Linked DNA regions of Mus musculus: all the other regions are linked to region 2. The links are chromatin contacts, called in public promoter capture Hi-C maps. All regions are on one chromosome and are shown on one strand. The core of a region is the stretch at or near the end of the contact, and the rest is flanking DNA. Distances in the headings are between cores, read along the strand shown. Region 1 holds the start of Smim1 (small integral membrane protein 1). Region 2 holds the start of Thap3 (THAP domain containing, apoptosis associated protein 3). Region 3 holds the start of Dffa (DNA fragmentation factor, alpha subunit).

The links. Promoter capture Hi-C pulls out the DNA fragments that hold promoters and counts their contacts.
Region 1: a contact with region 2 is called in a promoter capture Hi-C map of liver, with 7 times the contacts expected there. The contact joins the promoter of Smim1 here to the promoter of Thap3 in region 2. A contact is called at or near these places in 3 of 39 promoter capture datasets (liver and pre-B cells), 1 of 115 datasets of contacts at active chromatin or transcription factors (large pre-B cells) and 1 of 9 other capture datasets (pancreatic islet).
Region 3: a contact with region 2 is called in a promoter capture Hi-C map of liver, with 9 times the contacts expected there. The contact joins the promoter of Dffa here to the promoter of Thap3 in region 2. A contact is called at or near these places in 2 of 39 promoter capture datasets (liver and pre-B cells) and 1 of 484 Hi-C or Micro-C datasets (B cells).

The regions. Positions count from the first base shown.
Region 1 is chr4:154,024,787-154,027,486 of GRCm38.p6, forward strand. It overlaps Smim1 (small integral membrane protein 1), which reads right to left and starts at 1,258. Exons shown (of 4, transcript NM_001163721.1): 1 at 1,123-1,258; 2 at 718-835. It overlaps Ccdc27 (coiled-coil domain containing 27), which reads right to left. Exons shown (of 12, transcript NM_001033455.2): 12 at 1,858-2,070. The coding sequence ends at 1,948.
Region 2 is chr4:151,987,590-151,990,289 of GRCm38.p6, forward strand. Thap3 (THAP domain containing, apoptosis associated protein 3) reads right to left here and starts at 1,397. Exons shown (of 4, transcript NM_175152.4): 1 at 1,294-1,397. The coding sequence starts at 1,367. Phf13 (PHD finger protein 13) reads right to left here. Exons shown (of 4, transcript NM_172705.2): 4 at 2,042-2,700.
Region 3 is chr4:149,102,728-149,105,495 of GRCm38.p6, forward strand. Dffa (DNA fragmentation factor, alpha subunit) reads left to right here and starts at 1,415. Exons shown (of 6, transcript NM_001025296.2): 1 at 1,415-1,659. The coding sequence starts at 1,524.

The DNA of each region.
Region 1 (2,700 bases), core at 8-2,507, 2.0 Mb after region 2:
CTCCAGAACCTCAGGACGCTCGGCTGAATGGGAAGAGGAAGGGCACCATCTTAACAGCCGCGCGTGTCTTCTGGTGGAGCCTCTGACTGACAGCCTGAGGTGACAGAGTGTTGCTGGAGTGTGGGCGGGCTGTTGTTTCAGAAAGAATCTGCCAGCTGCTTGCACAGGGCTGTCCCTTCCTCCTGTGGCAGCCACATTAGGCTGAGACAGGTTAAAGATCCCAATCCCCCCTTTACCGTGTCACCAGTTGTGGGCAAAGTGCTCTCTACAGTGGAATGTGGGGAGAGGGGACTTTTGCTTTCCCCAAATTAAGAGTAGCCACCTCTTTCCTGCCTGTGTGATGGCTGGAGCTGCTACACCCACATATGCAGTCTAGATATCCATGCAACACTCGCCTCAATAGGGCTATCTAAATCTACAGCAAAACCTGCCCACTTGTAGACTTTGGGGTGTGAAGAGAGTCTCCCCAGTTTGTTCAAGCCTGAGGTGGTAGGATCCTGTTATTTGCAGACTATCTTTGGCTGGACAGGCCGCCAGATAGCAGTGAGCTCTTTGGGCCAGGCTAGTCTAGGCTTCCTTCGTGGTAATCTGTCATAGACGCAGTCGGAAGGGCCTACAAGGCCCTTTCAAACACAGAGTGTCCCCTGGAGGGAATCCAACATGCAGCTGCTCATTAAACCGGTTTGCCCACGGAGCACCTCTGAGACCCCAACTTACAAAGGCGCGTCGGAAGCCTCCGGTGCTCAGGAAGGCTGTCAGGGTCTGTTCAATGGATCCCACCTTTCCCCAGCAGGGCAAACCAATTATGCTGAGAGGTAAGGTTGGTGCTTCGAGCCTTAAATAAAGAAAACAGTGGCGAGGAGAGGAGCAGTCAGCTAGAGGAAAGGAAGAAACTGGCCCCAAGGGTGATCCCTCCACCCCACCCCCACCCCAGGAGCTGAGCCGGCAGTTCCAGGCCTGACAGCCTTGGGTGGTTAGGCCTCCCTAACCCTTCCCAGTCCGGAATTCTCCGGCCAGGGAAGCTCTGGCCCCGGAGGACAGGGAATGGTGGGGCGTGCTGCCAGGCCCACCTCCTTGGGCTGTGCGGGAGGGAAGCCGCGGTCTCTACCGAGTGCGACTCACCTGTGCCTCTTGCAAGGGCCGCCCGCACGCCAGGGAGGCTTCTCCAGCCCCCTGGGGTGACGGGGGCGGGGCCGAGGCCGGGGAGAGGGCAGGGTCTGAAGGGCGGGGCCAAGGGAGAGAGGCCAGCCTGGGAAGCCTGCAGTCACAGTCGCCAAGGAAGTCTAGTCTAGATGAGGAGGGGCGGACCCCCCTCGGACTTTTCCCAGCCTGCTGCAGAACCGTACAAGCCATCCCAGACGCCTGCAGAGGGCGCCAGGTCCTTCCCAGCCTCGCAGAGTCGGACTGGAGCTCAGGCTCAGTTCCGTGCTCCCAGGTAGAGCCTGGGCACTCTCCAGATGGAAGACAGAGATGGCCCCTTTGAACTGGTGGCACCCAGTGCAGGGGAGCTGCAGTAGCAGAAGAGCGGGTGCGCAAGATGTGGATGAAGAGCCAGCAGGTGAGTGAGCGCTCTACTGAGCAGAACACGTGGTACAGACTTCATGACCCACAGACCGCAGGAGCCCAAGGATTGGGAAGATGTCCTCTGTAGCTCTACTGCCTCCTGCCTCCCACCCTTTCTCCATCTTCCAAAGGGGCCCCGGTAGCAAGAGCATGCCCCAGCAGAAGTTTGGATCAGAAGGAGCATGGGGGCACCCAGCCTCTGACCCAGAGGAGGGTGCAGTGGGAGGGGACATGACCTGGGTGGTTCAGGTGCAGAGAATGAGGTCCTGTAGGTACCAGAGAGATGAGACGGTGGCCAACTCTAAGGTTTAATTATCTATCACAGAACTAGCCACATAGACTGGCTTTGCCAGCAGGGTCCTGGTCTCAGCTGGGCATGCTGTATCACTTGGATGCCATCTTCTTGATCTTGCTAGGCAGGGAGACATCTGACTGCTGTAGTGGGGGCACCTTCACGCCCTTTTGCTTCAGCTGACTGTAGAAGTCACTCCTCTCCGAGATGATCCTCTGAACAAGAAACATAGTCAGTGGGTGCTTTCTCAGCTCTGCAAGGAGGTCTCCCACCCCCACCCCAGGACTTGCTGCAGCAGGCAAGAGCAAACCCATATCAAAACAAAGGCAGAGATCTCTGCCTCTGAAGTGTGTGTCCCTGCCGGAGCTGTGATGCCACAGGAGGCAGGGTGGAAAGTGACAATGTGCTTGTCCCAGGAGTAGGCTTGTGTCTAACCTTCACTATAAACCCACCCCTTTGGTCAACACGGCACTGAAGGGAATATGCCTTAGATGCCTACAGACCAGAAAGCTGTCTGATCTCGTGCAGAAGGGCCATCTGGTCCCTCCCCAGCTCTGTCCTCACTCCTAGCAGAAAGAGTTATGGGACCTCAGGCATCTACTCTGCCCTGTCCCACTTCCCTCCCCACCAGCAGACACAGGCCATAGTCCTGTCCCCAGGGTCCTACTCCTCAGAGGTAGCAGTGACTCAGGCTCACTCCCCATGAGCTACAGGGAAATGCCAGAATGTTGGGCTCACAGGGCAATATAACAGAAGGCCTAGACCTTGGGAACAGATTGGCTGCTAGTGAGATGCGACCCTATGTCACATGTGGCCGCAACCAGAGCAGCCTGGTACCTCAGTGA
Region 2 (2,700 bases), core at 147-2,646:
ACCCTGTCTCGAAAAAACAAAACCAAAAAAAAAGTCAAGGTGTGTAGAGCACCTGCCTACCCACTACTCTGGAAGGCCTGAGCTCCATCTCCAACACAAAGTAAAATATAAAAGTCTCCCAGACAGGATGCCAGCATGCATTAAGGGAGGGGGTGTTTTTTTTTTTTTTTTTTTTTTTTGAGTGTTCAAAGCCAGTTTTGGGTACATAGCTCTATTCACTGACTTCAGTCAGAACTACAGAAAAGGGCCTGGTCTCAATGGAGGAGGTGGCTATTAAAATAGATAAGACACCTGGCAAAATCCCTGTGGCCCCACAAAACAGGAAAGAAACTGTCCTCTGACCATCCATCCCATGGGAGACATGGCAAGAGGGTGGAGGATTCTTCTACACACAAATGAATTTAACTTAAAAACAAAGAATGAGAGCGGGCAGAGGTGAGTGTTCCCCCGAGTTTCTGGCAACTCAGATACCTGATAACTACCCATGCAGCCACCCGGAGGCCCTTCCATGCAGAGCACACATCCTGGCTCGTGGTCAATGGAATACTATGCAGAATAGTGCTTGTGGGGCAAGGATGACTCTCGCAGGGCCCGGAAGGAAGAGAGAGAGAGATTCCATTTCTTAAGGTTCAAACCTCGCCACAGCCACGCAGCCCACATGCAAGCTATCCCTGTGGGCTGGTGGGAGAAAAGACTGTAAGTGGATGCCAGCGGAGACGTCTGTGGGCTGCCAACTGATGTGTGTATTTTTCTATGGTTGCTACTCTTCAGCAGAAACATTCAAAGTGTACAGGGTGCGGGCTGCCAGGAACTGAGCCCTGAAGGCACAGACATCGCTCGAAGCCGGAGCAGTTGAAGGGTGCTTCCCTAGAAAGGGCTCAGCACGAGTCTTGCTGGGGAAAAGGGGTCCCAGGGCTGCAGAACCGGGGATCTCCCACCTTCCCACAGCCGAAATCCCTGCCATGAGGCCCGGCCATCCTGGGAGCACTCATTCCTCCAGGCCTCCCGCGAGGTGACGCAGGCGCAAGGGGCCAGAGCAGGGACACGGCCAGGTGCCACTCACGCCCATCTAGTTTGCACTGAGCACCTACTGCTTCCAGGCGAGGAGGGGGCGGCGGGGTCAGGCTGTGAGGCCGCGCGCAGGAGCATCGCCCGCGCCCGGCCCGGCCCCTCTACGCAGTCCCGGTCCACCTCGCCTGCAAACCCTGGCCTGGGCCTCCCGGAGCTCCCGCCCAGTGCACCGAGACCCGCGAGCGTTCCGTAGGGTCGGGTCCCGGCTTCCCCATCCCTCACCGGTGGAAGGTGAGCTGCTTCCTGCGGCTGCTGTAGCGGTTGCAGCATTGCCGGGCCGCGCAAGACTTCGGCATCTCGGAGATGGGCCCACTGCCCCTAAAAAAGATGGCGGCTCGGCGGCCTCGGGGGGCGGAGCCTGAGGGGCGGGGTCCGCAGGCTCGGGGCGCCAGAGCAGGACTTGCTCTGCTCCCTAAAGAAGTTAGAGCTGAGGAATACCTCCTACAACTTGTGCCCAAGTAAACAACTTTGGAAACCTGGACTAAAAAAGCGTCGACTCCTAACTCAGCTAAGTTTCTGGCTTGCAGGGCTGGGTTTGTCCGTTACAGACAGGTACAGAGCCTGCCTGGCCTTGAACTCACACTTCATTCATCTCAGCTTCAGACAAGGTTTGGATCCCAAGGGAGGTACCCAGCTGGTCACTATACAGACAGAAGATGCCTAGCACTGGACTCACCTCACCAGTCCGAACTTCAAAGGGCCCTAATGGCTGTGGCTTTGAAAGCTCAGACAAGTGCGGGGTAGAGGGTAGGGGTGGCCGGCACACCTGAACAGACAAGTGTGACAGGAATTGAGGGAAAGGGAAGCCTTTCAAAAGTGCACACTGGGTTTGAGAGCTAACTGGATAAGTGGAGCAGGGGTCATGGTCCCTTTTCATCATCAGTTCAGCTCTGCCAGATCCGCCATCTGACAAGCAACTGGGGAGACCCACAGCCTTTTTCAGCACAGGACACCTAAGGAGGCACAGACCTCAAAGTAGCAATATCTTTATTTACAAAATATACAGTTTCACAGAAACAGCTTGCTTTATACACATAAACTTTATAATTACACAGAACATGTAAACGATGTTGTGTCTGGCCTGGCCAAAGCCCACGGGAAGGGTCTACTTGGGGCTGACCCTTCCCTCCCAGCATTAGCCATCAACCAGGAGCCCAGAGAGGCTCACGCCCAGTTTGCATAAACAAGCTGATTGCAGCTGCCCAGCTCAACCTACCCCCAAACCAAGGTGTCCAAATTCTGACACCACCCACAGGGAAAGATCCCCTTAAAAACAAAGCAAGCAAACACAAACAGATGTCAAATGTATTCCAGAGGCATTGATCTCTGAGCACATGTAATAATGGCCAGCTCCACTGTTCCACAACAAAACCACACATATTCTTAAATGCACTTAAAAAGAAAAAAAAACTACTGCAACTTTGGTTATTCTCAGGGTGAAGACACTGGACAACAACTGTCATGGGGCAGGTCTTTGGCAAATTCCTCTAACTTGTCCTGGGTATTTGTCCCATCAGAGCCACACAATAGCCTGGGGGCAAGACTGTTTCTATCACAGCTTCTCTTTAGAAGAGCTCTCCCCTTGAGGTCTGCACAATCTACAGAGCTCAGCAGTACTTCTACTTTAAT
Region 3 (2,768 bases), core at 165-2,664, 2.9 Mb before region 2:
GAGTAAGTTCCAGGACAGCAAGGGCTAAACAGAGAAACCTTGTCTTGAAAAACAAAACAAAACAAAAAATTAATTAATTTTGGTTTTTGAGACAGAATTTCTTTTTTTTTTAAGATTTATTTATTTATTATTATATGTAAGTACACTGTAGCTGTCTTCAGACACTCCAGAAGAGGGAGTCAGATCTCGCTACGGATGGTTGTGAGCCACCATGTGGTTGCTGGGATTTGAACTCTGGACCTTCGGAAGAACAGTCTGGTGCTCTTACCCACTGAGCCATCTCACCAGCCAGAGACGGAATTTCTTTGTGTAACTTTGGCTTGTTCTCCTTGGCCTTGAACTCAATGAGATACAACTGCCTCTGCCTCCCAAGAGCTAGGATTAAAGGTATTCACCAGCATGCTGGGTTACAAAAATAAAATTTTAAGAAACATAAGTAAACCAGCTCCTTTTAAAAACTTAATAATAATTTCATAGCAACCATTTGTGTGTGTGGGGGGGGTATGTGTTCACATGAGCATACATGCATGCATACAAATGTCAGGTTGTGTGATCAGAGAACAACTTTTGGAAATCTGTTTTCCTACCATGCTGGGCTCTGGGATCAAACTCAGGGTGTAAGGACTGGCAGCAAGCACCTTTACCCACTAAGCTATCTTGTCAGCTATTTAACTTAATGTAAAATGTTTACTTAATATTTCAACTTGCTTGTAAATCATATCCTTTAAACTTCAAAAGTCACAAAACCAGTCCTGAAAAACACACAAACACACACACACACAATTTTCTCTTTTATGTAGCTCTGGCTGTGTAGAAACTCACTATGTAGACCAGGCTGCCCTGGAACTCATAAAGATCCTTCTGCCTCCTGAGGATTAAAGGCCTGAGCCACAACACCCAGTTCAATGGCAACTCTTAAAACATGAATATGCATCTGGAGAGATGGCCCAGCAGTTAAGAGCACTGACTGCTCTTCCAAAGGTCCTGAGTTCAAATCCCAGCAATCACATGATGGCTCACAACCATCCGTAATGAGATCTGATGCCTTCTTCTGGTGTGTCTGAGGACAGCTACAGTGTACTTATGTATAAATAAATCTTTAAAAAGGAAAAAAAAAAAACATGAATATATGGCTGGCAATGTAGTGTAGAACTATGCTTACCATACATGAGACCCCGGGTTTTCCATCATACAGTCTTTTAGAGAAGAAAAGGAGGGGAAGGTAACAGGGTAGGGGAAAGAAAACAACAGAAAAAAAAGAAATCTCCAATCTGGACCACTTCCCTAAACTGAATCCCCCCCGCCCCTGGCTTTGAACCCAGAAACTACAATTCCCGTCGTGCCCTGGAACGCCCGTGATTAGCCGCCACTAGAACTACATCTCCCGGCGTGCCTTGGTCTCGCGTAACTTGCTGAGAGAACTACATCTCCCGTCAGGCAGCGGGAGGAAGGTTGTCAAAGCTTAGGGAAGGGGCTCTGGGCTACCTGGGATTTCCCAGAGTCGCCAGGTCCCCACTTTGAGGATGGAGCTGTCGCGGGGAGCCAGCGCCCCAGACCCGGACGATGTCCGGCCTCTCAAACCGTGTCTGCTACGCCGCAACCACAGCCGCGATCAGCACGGCGTGGCAGCCTCCAGTCTCGAGGAGCTGAGGAGCAAAGGTTGGCTGCTGAGGGGACCGGGCGGGGTCGGGAAGGTGACCCCAGAGCCTAGGGACTGCAGGGACCCACGTGGGTCCAGTGATTGACAGATTCCTGGCGTTTTTACTTACCTACACTGAGAGGAGCCGTGAAGGGGACGGGAAACTGTGCAGGTCCAGGTTCATTGACCTGATTTTGGACCAAACCGAGTCCAGCGTATTCTGTCCACTCTGGCTCACAGAGGCGGTACTGGGGCTCCCCGACGGGATGGGAATGGGAGTCCGCACTCAGTACCTATTCCATTAAAAGGGAGCTGTCAGTGCCTGCCCTTAGAGTCCAAGTAAGGAACGTGAGCCATGTTCTGATCCTGACTATACTTTGCATTTAACCATCTCTGGACCCTTAGTTTCCTCAGCCGTGTAGTGGGTGTATTTTCAACTTTGCTTCAAAGGATTCTTGGGACTCTCAAGTGAGATGGTCTGTTCAATGGTTACTTACAAGCGTTATTAGCCCGTAGCAACAAATGAGATACTCAAAGAAGTTCTGCAGGTCTTTCATGTCAGCTAGCTCCGGGCACGGATTCACCTGTGCCAGGGTGTGCATCGCTTCCGGAGAGCTAGCTACTGAGACCCAGGAGCAGGGTTTGATCTGGTGACAGGGGTTCTGTCACACCAAGGCTTGCATTTCACCCCAGCACAAGGTTAGTTCAGCTTAGTGCCACTTCAGTTGCATTGGCTGGGTGTCCTTGGCCCCAGAGACTTCTGTTCTCTGCAGCAGAGCCTATAGCAGACTGACTGGCAGTTCTATTTTGGGTGATGACAGCCTTATGGAAAGCCTCTTGCCTGGCAATAATATAAATGAAATGACACTGAGTAAAGCTTCTGCCAATACTGTAGTTTCCTTCAGTCTAGAAGAACTGCAAAAGAAGATAGCCACAGAGAGAATAAACCACCTACTTTTTGTTTTCTGACATTTGATGTGTAGAATTCAAGATTACCACCGAATAAATGAGCAAGGGACAGCATTACGCGTCCACTGTAATCAGACCAGCCTCTGGTTGGATGCTTATTTATGTAGACTCAAATGCCTCCTATGTGAGGATGCTGGAAAGATGGCTCAGCTGCTGAGAG